Regions from separate parts of the Mus musculus genome. Here region 2 is linked to region 1. Evidence: chromatin contacts called from public HiChIP or PLAC-seq data. All regions are on one chromosome and are shown on one strand. Each heading gives the region's core, a stretch centred on a gene start, on an enhancer-like site or on the middle of the called end of the contact. The rest is flanking DNA. Distances are from core to core; before and after follow the strand shown. Region 1 has its middle 140 kb from the start of Gm40304. Region 2 has its middle 69 kb from the start of Gm40304.

Region 1 (3,599 bases), core at 350-2,849:
GCAGGGAGGGGAGCAGGGAGTACTGTGAGTAAAAGACTGGGAGCCTGAGAGTCATAGAAGGCCCAGTGATGGCAGAGGGGTCATGGGTAAACTCTGGGATGTGATTGGTCATGATGGTGAGCTTAAATTTCCCCTGAGGATGGGAGTTCAAAAGTCAGGTGAGCCTGTGCCTCAGACTGAAGGAAGCACTAAGTCTATTTTAGGCATCCGAGACACCATTCTGATGGGAAACATTCACAAGGAAATAGGACAGCTATGTCCATATTTTTGGAAGAACTCTGGGCTCCCTAAAGCCTGGTAGTTTGGAAGTGGGCATCATGTCTTTTAGAAAAGTCATGACCTTGAAAGGTTGTTATGGAGTCAGCAACACGGGTTCTGTATAGTTACCACTTCCAAGGACCAAGACTTAACTCTAGCCTGCAGGGCAGCTAAAACCACCCAGCGGAATGCTTTATAACAGGCAGACCCTCCAAACACAAGTCCTTGGCTGCTAGGTGATTGCACCATTACATCTTGCTTTAACGGGAAAGGCTTCCCCCGTCCCGCTGATTAATCAGCTTTGCCATTTTTGTTGCATGGTCTGTATCAAGAGTGCTTTGGAGCTATGTTGGCTCCCTGGGTGAACATGGCAGAAAGAACAGCCATATTAGAGAAGAGGACAGGTGGGTTTTGGTCCAAGGTCAAGATAGCTCCTTCTTGGGTGGCACAGTCATAGGACATGGTGTGTGTGTGTATGTGTGTGTGTGTGTGTGTTGTAATGACTGGTGGGGGAAAGGCTATTAATATGCTGAAGCATATTATTATTATTCCTTTTTCTTATTTTATTGTCAACTGTAGTCCATGGTTATTATCCATCTGTAGTAGATTCCTAGAACAACTGTGACAAATGACCACAAACTTGACAGCTTAAAAGAACAGGGAAGATTCTCCCAGAGAGTCTAATGTCCAAATGTCTATCTGGAGGTTGGAAAAGAAAACTCACTTCACATCTCCCAGATTCTAGTCCATCTCGGCAGTCCTGAATGTCCCTTGGTCTGTGTCTGCATCCTCCAGTCTCTGCTTCCATCTTTGTTCTGACTTATCTTCTTTAGATGTGTGTCTCTTTAACCATCCATTTTTGGATTTAGGTCCCATCTGGATAAGCCACGATGATCTCATCTTGGAATCCTTCATGTAATTACCTTTGAAAAGACCCCTTTCCAAAGAAAACCATGTTGGTGAGTTCTGTTTAGACTTGAGTTGGGGTGGGGGGCATAATGTACCTTTTCATTTGTTTAGTGTGGAGGGAGGGCACATGAAGACATGCCCTAGCACACAGGTGGAGGTCAGAAGACAACCTGTGGGTGTCTGCTCTCTCCTTTCAGCATGTGGGCTGCAAGGATCAAACTTAGATCATCACACTTAGCAGAAAGCTCCTTTACCCACAGAGCCACACAGGGACCCAAGAGAGTCTTTCTTTGAATTAAAGTGCTTGAAGAGTCCTTGCAGACTCAGACTCAGATTCGAAAGGGCAAATGGTGGCAACAGACCCAGAGCCACCTCAGTGTGGCCAGAGCAGCATTGTGGCTGGAACATAGACAGAAACTTTGCATCAGCCCAGACTCTACTGCCTTCCCACTCAGCAGCCCACAGCAGTCTCTAAGTGCTGGGTGGAGATCTGGTATGGTTTGACTTTGTCCCTTGAGACTTTGTGTGTCAGAAGCTTAGTTTCCATGATGTCATTTGTGACGTTATAAGAAAAATCAAGGGGCTAGGGTATTGGCTCAGGCTGTGAAAACATGAAGACCTGCATTTCGACCTTCAGAGCACATGGAAAAAAAAATCTGAGCACATCAGGGTATGCCTGTGAGCTGAACTTTGGAGAGACACAGAGTAGTGGGTTCCTAGGGCTTACTGGTCAACCAAGGTAGCTCATCTCTAAGCTCCAAATTCAATGAGACTAATAAATAAATAAATAAATAAATAAATAAATAAATAAATAAATAAATAAATAAATAAGGTATAGAGTGATCTAGGAAGATACCTGATTTGACCTCTTGGCCTCATAAGGTGGGCCTATCTATCTCTCCATTTATCCATCTATCCATCCATCCATCCATCCTTTCATCTTCTATCTATCTATCTATCTATCTATCTATCTGTTATCTATCATCTCTGTTATCTCTCTCTCAAACACAAACACACAGATACACACACAGATACACACAGACAGACACACACACACCTAGCACACTTGCAGTCAAATTCTGAGCAAATGTCAGTACCATAATCTTGGACTTCCTAGCTCCCTAGAATTACAAGCCAATTAAGCTTCTATTCTTTATAAACTAGTTGGTCAGCCTCAGGTATTTTGTAGCAACAAAACAGACCAATATAAATCCCTTCTCCCCTCAGCATGACATGATTTTGTCCTAGTCTTTAAATGCCAGGCCACCAAATTCCTCACTGATGTTACAACAGCAGCATTCTACAGATCTTCACTTCTGGTCTTTCCCTCTTCCAACTCATCCTTGAACAGCCCCCTCCCCCCCACAAGCATTATTCCTAAGTGAGTATTAAGATTTCTCAAGGTCTGCTCACTGTCCTGAGGACACTCTTCAAGCCTCTGGTTGGATACCCTAAGTCCTCTTTGAGCAGCAACTTGTCTCCCTTGGCAGTCATAGCTGTCCTCATGCTTGCAGTGTTTTGTCCTCCAGCTGTGCACATCCTCTGTGGTTTCCAGAGCCCAACAAGCCCCCCTCCTTGCTTTTGGAGACTGGGGGACTCCTGACTCCCATGCTTTGTTGCATAGATATATTCAAGCCTTAATTTCCAGACCTCCAGAATGTGACCTTGTTTGGAGAATGGATCTTGACATGTAAGTAAATTTAGGTATCATAATGACATCATCCTCTGTGACCTGAGTGGGTCCTGTATGCAGTGACAGATCTTCTCATACGAGAAAACACACATTTGACCCAGAAACATGCAGAAGGAAAGGTCAAGTGAAAGTGGGCCAGGGCTCGGTGACATGCAGGCTCAGAGTAAGCCAATAGAGGCTGGAAGAGACAAGGGTTCTCCCTAGAGAAGGAGATGGCTTTGCCAACAGCTTGACTTTGGACTTCTATCTCCAGAATCATAAGAGAATGGGTTTCTATTGTTGTAAGCTACCTGGTATATGGCCATTTGTTAAACAGCCCTAGCAAACCAGTTCCCACGGGAGATCATGTCAGGACCCCAGTGTTCCAGTAACTGTCTCCCAAGTGCATAGCTAAAGGAGTGAGCATCTTAAGCCTCCACCAGATGTAGCACAACAGAGGTCCACCTGCCAGAGGGTTTCTTTCTCTTATTCATCCAGAAGCACCCATGAGACAGAAGAAGCACGTCTCATTCTTGGATGGTCTTTATTTCTCATTTATTTTCTTAAAGTTTTCATTTTTTAACTGAAAACATTGGAAAAGAGCAGTAATAGAGAGATCATTTCATGGTTGGTGCCTAGACATCTAGTGTCTGGATGCATATCACTGTTTCGTTGTACTGCAAAGCACATGGCCTTCTCCAAGTGCTCTCTCTGTCTCTCTCTCTGTCTCTGTCTCTGTCTCTGTCTCTGTCTCTCTCTC
Region 2 (3,599 bases), core at 452-2,951, 68 kb after region 1:
ACACAGAGAAACCCTGTCTTGAAAAAACAAACAAACAAACAAACAAACAAAAACAAACAAACAAAAAAAGAGGGGAACAAGGTTTTAGTGACTTGTCCAAGGTCACACATCGTACATGGAGAAGAACCAGAATTAGCAACCAGGGCATCTGCCTTCTGAGGCTGTGTGCAACGCATGGCAAGAGAGAGAAAGAGAGAGGGGTGGGGGATAGAGGAGTCAGCACAATGGTGGTGTTGGAGACAGGAAGGAAATACAGCCAAGAAAGAGGCAGTAACAGCCAGAAAGAAGTCCTGGCAAGCTGAGTGATGTTCTCAACACAGTCCCAAAGACATGGGTTAAATAATCTTGATTCAAAAAAACAAAAGACTGGAATGGGCATGCAGCTCAGTCAGCAGACTGTTTACCTAGAATGCACAAAGCCCTGGGTTCAGTCCTCAGCACCACATAAACCAGGCGTGGCAGTGCAATCCTGTAACCCAGCCCTATCTCTATAACAAGCTGAAGACCAGCCCGAGTTGCAGGATGCCCTGTCTCATAGGATACCTGCAACTGTGATTACATGTGGTCCCTTAACCCTATTAAGCATCATCTTTCTTTAAAACAGCCACCACATCATCCTTTTCTCTCCCCAAGAACAAACCAGAAAGCATACCTTAGCTCAGTGCACAGCTCGAATAAGGACTACACAGGAAGGTGCTATGAAGTATTGGGGGAGTGGGGAGCATGTCTTCGCCAGCAATCAGAGTAGCCCTTTGCCAACTAGACCTCACTGGTCTGCATGGAGCCAGACCTCAGATGCATGCTAAATGAATAAATGAGCTTTAGGGAAACAACATTTGATGCTGGTATGGAAAGAGGCAGAAAGGGCTTCCTGCCACGGGACCCGGAAGCATTTCAAATATATTTGTTTAAGCTAGTTTGTAAAGAAGATTGACCAACTTGCGTCTCCATTGGATAGCTTTGAACTAACTGAAAAGTAGGATCAGAATAATGTCCGCATCTGGAATGTACACTCATTCCAAAACATTGTGGGTCACAGCCAAACATTGAATGGGGCTTGGGTACCCTTACAGGAAAGACTGGGGACCCTGAAGGGGATAGGAACTCCACAGGAAGACCAACAGAGTCAACTAACCTGGACCATTGGGGGCTCTCAGAGACTGAACCACCAACCAAAGAGCATACAGGGTTGGTCTTAGGCCTCCCCACACATATATAGCAGATGTGCAGCTTGGTCTTCATGTGGGTCTGCAACAACTGGAGCACAGGCTATCCCTAAAGCTGTTGCCTGTCTGTGGGATCCGTCCTCCTAACTCGACTGTCTTGTTTGGCCTTAGCAGGAGAAGAAGTTCCTAGCCCTGCAAAGGCTTGCTGTGCCAGGGGGAATATGGGAAGGGGGTGGGGGGGTCCTTCATTTTCTCAGAGGAGAAGGGGACTGAGGGAGGTGAATCAATTGGGGAAACGGCAGTGGGGACAGCGATCAGGATGTAAAGTGAATAAAAACAAAACCAAAAACATCGTGGGTCTTTTTTACTGTGACAACCACACACACACACACACACACACACACACACACACACACACACACACACACACACACAGTGCCTACTCTACTTGTACATCTTCATAAGCACATACTGAGTGTGTATAACCTGGAATGCTTTGCGATAGGCACTGAGTTTCCCTGGGCTTGTTTGTCTAAACCAGTGCAATGTGGAAACAGCCTGGCATGACTGGATCAATGTGACTGTTAGCACAGGCCAAGGTGGGGTTTGATTGTGGGTACCCTGACCTGATACCCTCTCACCCACAGGCCTCAGTTCCTTAATAGCCTACCAGAGCCAGCAAGCCACCCCTGTCCCCCAAACTCTAAGACATTATCTCTTTTCAGTGGTAGCAAGGATTTGCCTGTGCATTTCCAGAAAGCCTGTATGATCAAGGTTCTTTGAGGTTGGCCTGGCGTCTGCACAAGTTCATATCCAGAAAAGCAGGAAAAACAAATTTTTAAAAAATTAATTATAATTTCTGATTTATAGCTTGAGGTTTGGAGCTTGTTTGTTTGTTTGTTGTACTGGGGATGTAACCTTGGCCTTGGGTCTGCTGGAAAACAGTTTTACCACCGAGCGGAAGCTGCAGCCCATCCGATTCATATCTTTTAAAACAAAATTATGGAGGACCTCAACTGATGACCCTCATAGAGTCTGTCTCACGATTAAAACTCCTACTTCACTCTTAGATCACAATGAAGCCCCACCTCCACCCTCCTGCATCCATCCCACTTCCCTAAGTATCTCAGCTTTTGTGGTTTAATTCCTTTGTACAGGCCAGGGAAGAGAAAACCCTCAGGTTCCAGCCAAGCTGTCCCCTCACCATATGCAGATGTGTGCCCAGCCTCCACGCCACCCCACCCCCACCCCCGCCCCCAGCGCTGCTGACCTAACTCTCTAAAAACAACCTTTTCCTCTCCAGTTCTGTCTTGTTTTGATTTGATTTGCAGTGCTGAGAACTGACCCCTGGGCCTGCTGTCCTGTGCTAGGCAAGTGATCCCTGCACTGAGCCATACATACCCCAGCCCTATCTTTGATCATCCCAACAAATGAGACGCCTGGATGGTAACAACTTCGGCTTTGGGGAAGGTGGAGCGGGGATCTTTGTGGAGAAACTTTGTATTAACATATTCAAATATGCATCATAATGTTTCTTCTGGTGATGCTTGACTTTCATTCGTTTATATATTTGTTTATTTTTGATAACCTAAGAGGTTTCGTTGTGGTTGCTTACAGAGTCCTGGGTTAAAGATAATCTGTAGGAGCATCACCTGACCGGTCACTGTCTATGCTACTGAAGAAGATGTCTTTCTCTCTGCTCTCACCTATTAACTAGTTCTAGATACTCAGGGGGTGTGGAGCCCATGAGATCCTGCCTGGGGAGAGTTTTAAAACAGGTTTAAGTCTGGTCCAGGGTGGAACAGCACCTGGTCACCGCCAATTTTCTATTTCCTCCTGCCAATGTTACAACATGGAATGATTTACCCAGACACTTAAGATGATGTGGCAGACTTGGCCATAGAAACAGAGACCCCTGCACTGGGTCCCAAAGCAAGAGCAAGAGGTTGGATGGGACTCTACAAAGTAGAGATTTACAACCAACGAGAGTGGAGTCAGCGACTTCAGAGAGGGAACATCAAAGAATGGTTGCAGTTGTAACAGCGAACTTCTATGAGGGTGGTCAGGCTCCAGGGACCAGAGATTTTGATAAACGGATCTAGCAGGATTCTACAAAGACAGCGAGAAAAGGCCAAGGTCATAGCTCAGCAAGCAGTAGACTGAAAAGAGGCTGAGTAAGGCTTTGCTCAAATGAGAGCATCTTTATCAGTCGAATAGGAGGCTGGTGTGCAAAGCCAGGGCAAGGTTGTGGGGGGCTGCTACAATTCTGAAGTGCCCTATACAATAATGAGTATATTAGAATGCTCCAGGGTCACCTAAAGTCTGTGGTAGCTTCCCAAGAAGAAAGATATCAAGCAAGCTGTAAAGGAGCTTTAGAGAAAGAACACATGTTCTTGGGATGTATGCGTGAGCATTGCAAGGAGTGGGTATATG

What was found. HiChIP or PLAC-seq counts read pairs in DNA pulled down with a chosen protein or histone mark.
Region 2: a BATF HiChIP or PLAC-seq map of CD8 T cells shows a contact between it and region 1, with 44 read pairs. The contact joins two enhancer-like sites. A contact is called at or near these places in 5 of 484 Hi-C or Micro-C datasets (CD8 T cells, Th17 cells, bone marrow-derived dendritic cells and 2 more), 7 of 115 datasets of contacts at active chromatin or transcription factors (CD8 T cells, the HPC-7 cell line, embryonic stem cells and 2 more) and 2 of 9 other capture datasets (adipose tissue and pancreatic islet).

The regions. Positions count from the first base shown.
Region 1 is chr5:53,408,257-53,411,855 of GRCm38.p6, forward strand. No RefSeq gene overlaps it. Among named protein-coding and RNA genes, the nearest start is that of Gm40304, 140 kb to the right of the region's middle. Within about 2 kb of position 1,600, at least 11 of the 459 cell types and tissues checked have an H3K27ac peak or open chromatin away from gene starts, as enhancers often do. A contact at or near this core is called in CD8 T cells, where this site is marked.
Region 2 is chr5:53,476,105-53,479,703 of GRCm38.p6, forward strand. No RefSeq gene overlaps it. Among named protein-coding and RNA genes, the nearest start is that of Gm40304, 69 kb to the right of the region's middle. Within about 2 kb of position 1,702, at least 5 of the 459 cell types and tissues checked have an H3K27ac peak or open chromatin away from gene starts, as enhancers often do. A contact at or near this core is called in CD8 T cells, where this site is marked.